Regions from separate parts of the Anas platyrhynchos genome. Here region 1 is linked to region 2. The links are chromatin contacts, called in public Hi-C maps. All regions are on one chromosome and are shown on one strand. Each heading gives the region's core, a stretch centred on a gene start, on an enhancer-like site or on the middle of the called end of the contact. The rest is flanking DNA. Distances are from core to core; before and after follow the strand shown. Region 1 overlaps SEC22A (SEC22 homolog A, vesicle trafficking protein). Region 2 holds the start of SEMA5B (semaphorin 5B).

What was found. Hi-C and Micro-C count contacts between places; a contact is called where the count stands out from the background.
Region 1: a contact with region 2 is called in a Hi-C map of skeletal muscle, with 2.5 times the contacts expected there. The contact joins the enhancer-like site here to the promoter of SEMA5B in region 2. A contact is called at or near these places in 3 of 8 Hi-C or Micro-C datasets (F1 follicle, skeletal muscle and subcutaneous adipose tissue).

What each region holds. Positions count from the first base shown.
Region 1 is chr7:15,408,072-15,412,106 of IASCAAS_PekinDuck_T2T, reverse strand. SEC22A (SEC22 homolog A, vesicle trafficking protein) reads right to left here. Exons shown (of 8, transcript XM_027462148.3): 5 at 3,932-4,035; 6 at 1,125-1,243. Among named protein-coding and RNA genes, the nearest start is that of SEC22A, 9.9 kb to the right of the region's middle. Within about 2 kb of position 2,441, at least 1 of the 8 cell types and tissues checked has an H3K27ac peak or open chromatin away from gene starts, as enhancers often do. A contact at or near this core is called in F1 follicle, where this site is marked.
Region 2 is chr7:15,260,739-15,265,143 of IASCAAS_PekinDuck_T2T, reverse strand. It overlaps SEMA5B (semaphorin 5B), which reads left to right and starts at 1,322. Exons shown (of 25, transcript XM_038181972.2): 1 at 1,322-1,665.

The sequences.
Region 1 (4,035 bases), core at 1,192-3,691, 150 kb before region 2:
CATTAAAGAAAGTCGCAGAATTCTGTTCAGTACTATTCCTACAAGAGGGTACTTTAAATTCTATCCTAATTAAAAACTGAGAAAAATGTGCGCAATAGAAAATCATAACTAGGAATAATGTAAAGATACGCTCACTATTTATTTTATTTTATTTTAGAAAAAACAGAAGCCTCTACATGGAACACTTTCATTAACCTTGCTCTACTATTCATTAGTCTTCAGGAGATGCTGAGAACTCAAAGAATATTTTTTATTACATCTTTACACATTTCAATAACTATGTAAACTACGGGAATAAAGGTCATCTTCTTTACCCTTCTTCCATACAAAGTCCATTAACTAGCAAAAGCATTGCAGTCCTCGTGTTTGTTCTAGCAAAAAGACAAGCTGTTGGCCAAGGAGGAAGATTCCCCTTCTTGTTCTGAAAACCTCCACGGAATTTTTAGTTCCTACAGCCATCAGTACAACCCTATAGACCTGTTTAATGTTAGTAAATCTTTTTCACAGTAACATACACAAGGATTCTGTGCATAGAAAGAAACTGAAAGTCCATTGGGAGGGTAAGAGCAGAGTTCACATAAGCAAATAAATGCTTGAAGGTTACTTTTGTTTTTTTTTTTGTTTTGTTGTGTTTGAAAACAAGAAATCACTAGACAGTTTCTCTCATGTCGATCCTTTCAGAACAGAGTGAAATAAGCACTCTGTCTAAGAAGGTGTATTAAGAACAATTAAGAAAAAAAAAATGTGGCCAGATTCTCAACAGTTCCCATAATTTCTCAGAACTGTTTTAAAACAGTATCTATTCAAATTGTTTCATATGCTGGCATAAATTTTGAGAAAAGAGCAAGATGTTCACATAATCACTGCTGCCAAGTATCTAGGGAGGGAGTCAGACACCCACCTTCCACTGCCTTTGCAACTCACAGCCTTAACGAATGATGCATCACTCTCAAGAAGGATATTTAGATTATATGCAGCAAGTTTCACTAATAAAGGTCTGACCTCACAGACCATATTTGTGAAAATAAAACTGGCAAGACTCAGCTCATATAGCAAGAACTTCTAAGATAACAGTATAACTACAATGATGCAGAACTCCAAAATTCAGAAACATGATACAATACCTGCAGGAGACTTTCTATGGCATGAAAGCCACGAATTAAATTCAAAGCCCCACATAACAGACTAAGTACAAATGAGACGATCCCTGGCAGAGTGACAGGTTCCAGACGCTGATGAGGAGCTGCAAATCAAAAGATCAAAATAAAGATATTAGAAGTCAAAGCAGTATTTTAAGAAATATAGAAAAATATCAAATCTCATTTTTTCCAGTGTCTTCTATTTCAAGAGGTAACTGAAGCAAACCCCAAAACAAAATTTTGCTTCTTAAAGAAAAAACACTTTAAATATATCAACACAAGGTCTAGAAAGGAATTAAAGCATGTTTTTCTTCAATGCATAACTGTCTTATTATATTTAATCTAACTCAATATATCCAATTTATTCAGTAGGGTCCTGAAAGCCGCTTAAACGCACCAGGAAATCAATGGCAAATGATGCACTTGCTGCTGAAATTTGTCCACAATTAGTAGCCAGGTAATAAGTCACATACTTAAGAGCTCCTCTCACAATCTCCATTTTTCTTTAACTCTAATGCATTAGAAGAATTATCAAGACTTATTTAGCTTGCTCGCTGAATGGAACACTATGAGGCAAAGCCTATTACATTCCCCTAACTTAAAAAAAAATAGATACAGCCAACGAGTACTACTCCAAAGAAGACTGCTCTGAAACTACAGCTAATACTGATCTTACATCCTTGTACAGACCTTCCAGATACTGCTTAGAGGTCTCTCACAAAATATGTTAAAATTAAAACATATTTTCTTTGCACAGCAACTCCTTCAGGCTTATCTAGGGTCACAAGCACAGAACAGTTGCTTATGTTGCTCATTACTGTCCCTTTCCATAATTAATAAATATGAAAAAAACAATGAAAAACTCTAAACAGCCTAAGCAACACTGAGAAAACAACAGGACTACTGAACCATACTTAAATCGCTCTGTTCAAATCAACGAAGTGTAAAGATGTGAACAATGAGGTTAATGAACCGTAACATTAATAGAGAGAGGAGTGTCAATCCTGGTTGTATGCACTGAACAGATCCAGGAAAAAGGCTTTCCAGTTTATGAAGTTACAGAAACTAAACAAACAAAAAAAAAAGACAAAAGCTATTTCACACTGATAAGCAGGCAGGGCTGTCCGATTACTGGTGTGCAGTAACTTAAAATAAGTTCAGTTAGCTCATTTGTGCTATATTTAATAATGAACTTAGGGAAATACTACTAGAAACAACCACGCTGTTACGGTTATATATGGTATGTGCATACCATACAGCGAAGGAGAAACTTTCAAGCCTGGCCACCAGAGTGGGTAGTAAATATCCAGAGAGAGTTCTTTTCAAGGATGGAGAGAAGTGATGATAGCGAAGAATTATGCAAGTATTAGCACACTTGCTTAAAAAACAGTCACATTCACGACACTATTATTTAATAGCATCTGAAATTTGAAGAGCTAAAGGAGGAAAGTGCAAACCTCTCATAATGCACAGCCCTTGGATAGTGAGTTTCTACAGCAATTCAAGGAAGGGAATGGATAACTGAACAGAGAGATGCATGGAAAGGAACATACCTTTCAAAACAGCATGCAGTAGATGATTAAAGATACGTACAGTACTGCTTAAAAGATTCTACTCCTATAAACAATTTAAGTATCTTCACACTTATTTTCCTAATTTCCCAGAATTTCTAGTACTCTTAAATAGTAAATATTGAAATTGTAAGTTATTTCTACGCTGTTCAATAGCGCTTAGAATTCTCAGGATCAAGGCCCTGGCAGTACGGATAGGGCACCCTAACAATTCTGTTTCTCATTTTTAGTAGAAAGTAGTTCTGTCTCCTAAAGGAATCCTTAGGAATAAGCAATGTAATTAGGATGATACCACAGTAAAGAGATCCTATTAAAAATATATAAAAGCACAAAATTAAGCTGATTTCTTATATGAAAGACTTTAGCAAATGTTTAGCTTTAAAATAGCAATTTCCACCCTGACACTGTAAAGTGAATGGCAATGGTATGTGCCTGCCCGGGATAAGCAAGGATTTGGGAAGTTTCAAGTTTTCTGGCATACTGGGAAACATCTAAATGTGGGCCTCAAACCGATTCAGAGCATTCACTTGATACCACAAGCCTTAAACCCTGCTCAAGTTTTACCCCAGTTAAAAACCACACAATGCCACATGTACCTCCTACACATGGTAAATTAAAGATTAAAAAAAAAAATTAAAAAATCAAGACCACTTAAATGAATGAATGAATGAACGTGACAAGTTTATATGAAATCGCTATCACTGACCTCATACACAAAGCACTTATTTTAGAGAATAGCTCTTTCAGACACCACAGCTCTTTGGAACTTTACCTTCACAGATGCTTCCTAAAGCAATGCCCCTCTCTCCAGCTGCTCTAACTCATAGCACTGATCTTAGCTTTTGTCACTGGATCTCACTGGGCAGAAACAATCAAAATTTTGATAAATATTAAGAGGTTGAAAAAAAAAAGGATTATGTTAAGTGCTCGTCCTGTTTTGCTTATTTTCATGTGGTTAGTTTTCCCTTCAATAGCCTGTCCATTAAATAGGCCCTTTTCTCTCTCTGAGTGCCTTGCAAAGAGGAACATTTAGAGCATAGAACACGACATCTAAACTAAAGGACGTTATCTCATGGCAATTTTATGCTTTAAGAACATCACAGTGAAAAACTTTTTTTTTTTTTTTTTTTTTTTTTAAGAAATAATGTCAAAAGAAAGATTAATTCTACCACTCTGCTTCTGTGACATTTAAGGATACAAATATGAAAGTCGGAAACTTACCTGCAGATATCTTACCAGTCCCCTTATACTCTGCTGCAGATAGATGTGCAAATCCATTAGCTGAGCCAAGTTCTGACAGGGAAATTTGATAAGGTGGCCTCAGT
Region 2 (4,405 bases), core at 73-2,572:
AAACGATGGGGGATTTTTGGGCAAACAATCTTTAATAGGAAAGCGCTCTCCAGAGATCTTTAAATGCTGACAGAGGGTGGGCACCCCCTTCCTTTACCTCGTTTCATGCTACTCACTGCTCGCTGCTCAGTGCCTAATTTGCAGGTCTCAGGAGGAAGAAAGGCAGAGCTTTGGGGGTCTTTTTGGGGTCCTGCCCCCGAGGCCTGGGTGAGCAAAGCACCCGCTCTGCAGCAGGACTGGGGAGGAAAAAAAAGAAAAGGGAAAATCCAGCACAGCCCTGCCACAGCAGTACCGACCTGCACCGCATCCTGCTCCCAACACTGTACGTCATTATTTAATTTACTAAATTGAAAGATATCATCCTGCTTATTAGGGAAACAGATGAGCTCAACAGTTATTTACTATTCACGTCGAAATTAATATGAATACCCCGAGAAGATGCTGTACCAACAAATCAGTGCGGGTTTTTCTGTAGAACTTCAGAAGAGATGGGGGTGAAAACAGAGGGCAGAGGAGATGCTGCCGTGCCCGGGGCTGCTTGCTCAGCACCCTTCAGGCTCTGCCCGGGTCGAGGCACATCCTTGTACCCGAGGTCTGGGCAGCACCCAGAGCCACGCTGTGTTCAGCCTGCACCCGCTCCCTGCCCTCAACTTTGCGGTGCGTGTTTTAACGTGGAAATCAGATGGAAAACATAAATTACGAATTGTCCATTTCGGGCAAACTGTATCCAAAAACGTGCTCCAGCATGAGGGGAAGCAGTGCTAGTTACCCGACTACAGAACTGAGAAATTAAGACGGGGCAAATAATCACGTCTGGGGTAACGAGCGCCTCTGTGCCGTGACTTTGACCTGGGGGAGCCCCCTGCCACCCCAGCCGGACCCCCGGCACGGTGCCGCTGGTTTTACAGAGCATCAGTGGCCGGCTCCGCGTGGGGAAGAAAAAACAATAATAAAAAAGTAAGATGAAATAAAATGAAATAACCCCCAGCTCATTATGCACGCACCCCCACGCAGCGCCATCGCGCAGGCCGCCCTGTCGGAGGCTCCGGCAGCGAAATAAAGAGCCCAGGCCCTCCGCCGGCAATTCCCCCCGGCCTCCAGAGGCACGGGGGACCGGAGCCCAAACTTTGACCCCCCCCCCAAAAAAAATATTTGGGGCCCCCTCCCACCGTCCGCCCTTCTCCCGCTGCAGCCCTCCCCGTGCCTGCCCTCGCCCCTTCCCCTCTCCTTCCCCCTCGCTCCGCGCCCCCTGCGCTGGGAGCCCCTCGGCTGCCACCGGGGAGAGCCGGAGCCGCCAGCCCCTAGCTCCCTCCTCCTCCTCCCCTACCTCCTCCTCCTCCTCCTCCGCCTCCTCCTCCTCCTCCTCCTCCCCCCGCTCTCCGATGGCAAGAGTTGGAGCCGCGCTGCTCGCAGCCGCCGGGAAGAGCCGGCGGAGCGCGGGGCAGGACCCGGGGCCCGACTTCGCGGCTCCCCGCATCGCCGCCGCCTCCTCCTCGCCTCGCATGGCCCGGGCCGGAGCTCCCTGAGCCCGGGGCCGTGGGGCTGAGCCGTGGGGCGAGCCGTGGGGCCAGCCGTGGGGCCAGCAGCCGCTCCCCGCCGGCCTCCAGCGGCAGCCGGAGCGCGATGTGCCGCTGAGCCCCGCAGCCGGAGCCCCGCCGACACCCCGTAAGCACCGCGCCGGGGCCGGGGGAGGGAGGTGGGAGAGCAAACTTCGTGCTGCGGAGGGGGAGAGGGGCCGGGGGGCACCCTGCGGGGCGTCGGGGCACCCTCCGAGGTGTGGGGACACCCTACGGGGCTTGGGGGACGCTGTGGGGTGTAAGGACACCCTGCGGAGCGCGGGGACACCCAGCGGGGTGTAGGGACACTCTGCGGGGCATGGGGACACTCTGTGGGGCACGGGGATACTCCGCAGGGTGTGGGGACACTGCAGAGCGTGGGGACACCCTACGGGGTTTAGGGACACTCTGCAGAGCGTGGGGACACCCTCCAGGGTGTGGGGACACCCCACGGGTGAATGCACACCCTGCAGGGCATTGAGACACCCTACGGGGTCCAGGGACCCCCTGCGGGGTGTAAGGGTGCGCTCCTGGCCCCACGCTGGGCTGGGCTGGTCTGGTAGTCCCGGAGCTAGGAGGTGGCCCCGGAGGTGGCTTCGTTCCTCTTTCTGTCCCCCTCTCCAGCACCTTCCCGGCTCTCCCGAAACCCGCTGAGCGGGGCTGCGAGGGAGGGAAGGGGTGCGGTGGTGGGGAGCCGGATGGCTTGGATGGAGGGATATTAAATTATTATTTTTTTTTTCAGATGGTAATTTGTCTTTGTGGTAGGGGTGGCCCATTAAATTTCAGCTCACGTCCTGATGGAGATCAAAAGCGAAGGGGAGAGGGAGAGGGAAGCAGAGAGCCTTGTGCAGCTCCTTCGCTCCGCGTATTGTTAGAAACTTGTGGGGCGGGGGGGGGGGGGGGGAGAAGGGGGATTCCCAGGAACAACCCTTGCGGATCCAGCTCCGACACCCACACCAAAAGTTGGAGATGTGTATTTTCCAACACTGCCATCTGCTCCGCGGTGCTGCCCAGGAGCGTGCTTGCTGCTACGCCTCGGAGGAAACAAACAAAAGGTGTGCTTGCCAAGTCGGTGCTCAACCTGGCTGCTCACGGGCGTTAGGCGGAGTGCAGGGGAGTATCTGTGTCCTGAAGGCTCGCTGTCCTCAGCTGGCTCAGGTTAGACTCTTTTAGATAATTTCCTGTCCTAAAACAAGGTCTCCAAACATGGTAGATGCCAAGTCCTGTTTTTTTTTTTTTTTTTTTTTTTTTTTTTTTTTTTTTTCTTCTTCTCTTCCTTCTTTTCCTTCTTCTTGAACTATTTATGTCTGGGTATATCGGTTTGGGATCATAGTAAAGTTTCATTTTTTGTTGTGCAAATGTGCCCTCTCATTACAGAAAATACTGCTCCTAAATTATAGTCTGAGCGGCAAGAGGTTAGCTCGCTTTGCCTCCGGATGGGTTCGGCGGTAGGCTGAGACCCCAAGCTGCCTGCACTGCGAATAAAATAGAGCCCAACTAGGCTAAAAGTTATAATGGGCTTTGATTCCCACTGCTGCTGGAGATCAGTGGAGATCCGGGGTGAGCGAAGGCAAGGAGGAGGAGTGCGAGGAGCTGGAACAAGCTACTCACACAGCAAAGTGCTCTTGATTATATGTGTGAGTTGTAAGCACCCAAGGGAGAAAACTGGTCATAAACTGCAGAGAAGAAGGCAATGGGGAAAAGAAAAAACCTGCTGGTGTTTAAGCAGATTACTCGGGATTTTTTAACAGAGGTTTTCTTTTCAAACAGCCACTCGAACCGTCCATATCTTTTTCCTTCATTTTTCTCTCCCTTTCGGGCTCAAACTTTTTCTGTTCAGACTGGGCTAAGCTGGCTGTGCACGAGGCAGGCTGCAGTAGGGGATCTTTGCGTTTTCAGTGCCGTGGAGGCAATTTCTCTCCCTTTATTTTTTCTTTTCCCCTCTCCCTGTATCTTGCCTCCTTTCCTCGAAGAGATTAAGTTTTTGTCCACCCCGCCAGCGACACGTTAATCCTGGAGTCAGGGGGGCTCAGCACATAGATGTTGGCTTTGTTCAGCCCCCAGCCCGTGGGACCGCTGGCGTTGGCAGTGGCTGCCCTCCCTGACCTCCCTCCCTCCCCGCACCGAGCTGGGGCAGCCGGCGAGGAGAAAAAGGAGCAAACTCCGGCCGGTGAAAAAGAACAGCCCCGGGAGACAAAGGGCTGGAGCAGGAGGATGCAGGGGGTGAGGGGCTGTGTGGGGAAGCAGCTGTGTCGGGGTGGCCCCCTCGGATCCCACAGGCTGCAGGAGGTGGCGTGGGGACGGGTCCACGAGGAGCCTGCACAGCCCGAGAGGGACCCCATGCAGGTGGTGCCGTGGGCTTCGGGTTGTGTGCAGCAAGACGAAGCAAGTGCCCAAGCAAAATGGCTTTGGTAGAGTGTTAGGATCGCTGTTTATTCCCCAAACAGAAAGCTGGCTTAGAGGAACGTACACCTGGGCTTTACGGTCTGTGCTTCTCTGTAACTCACCCTGGAGTCGGTCGGAAAAGTCCTGCAGGACTCAGGCTGGGACACGCTCAGCCCTTGGCAGGGGACACGTCCCCGGAGAGCAGTGGCTGTGCGATGGATGCTCAACGGGGCTGGAGCAACGCGGAGCTCCCGCAGCCAGGCTTGGCGATCGCCTGAGCAGTCGCGCTAGGGTTAAACGCGACCATCTGCAGGAGTGTGTTTGGCTGGAAACAACCACACTGCCTGAAAAGTTTCTGTGCAGCCGAGGCTGTTGCCTTGCTGTTTGGCAAAAGGGGGCAGTATCAAACAATGCCACAAAGCAACGCGCTCTGCAGCTGCCTCTCTGCCTCCAGGACCGATGCG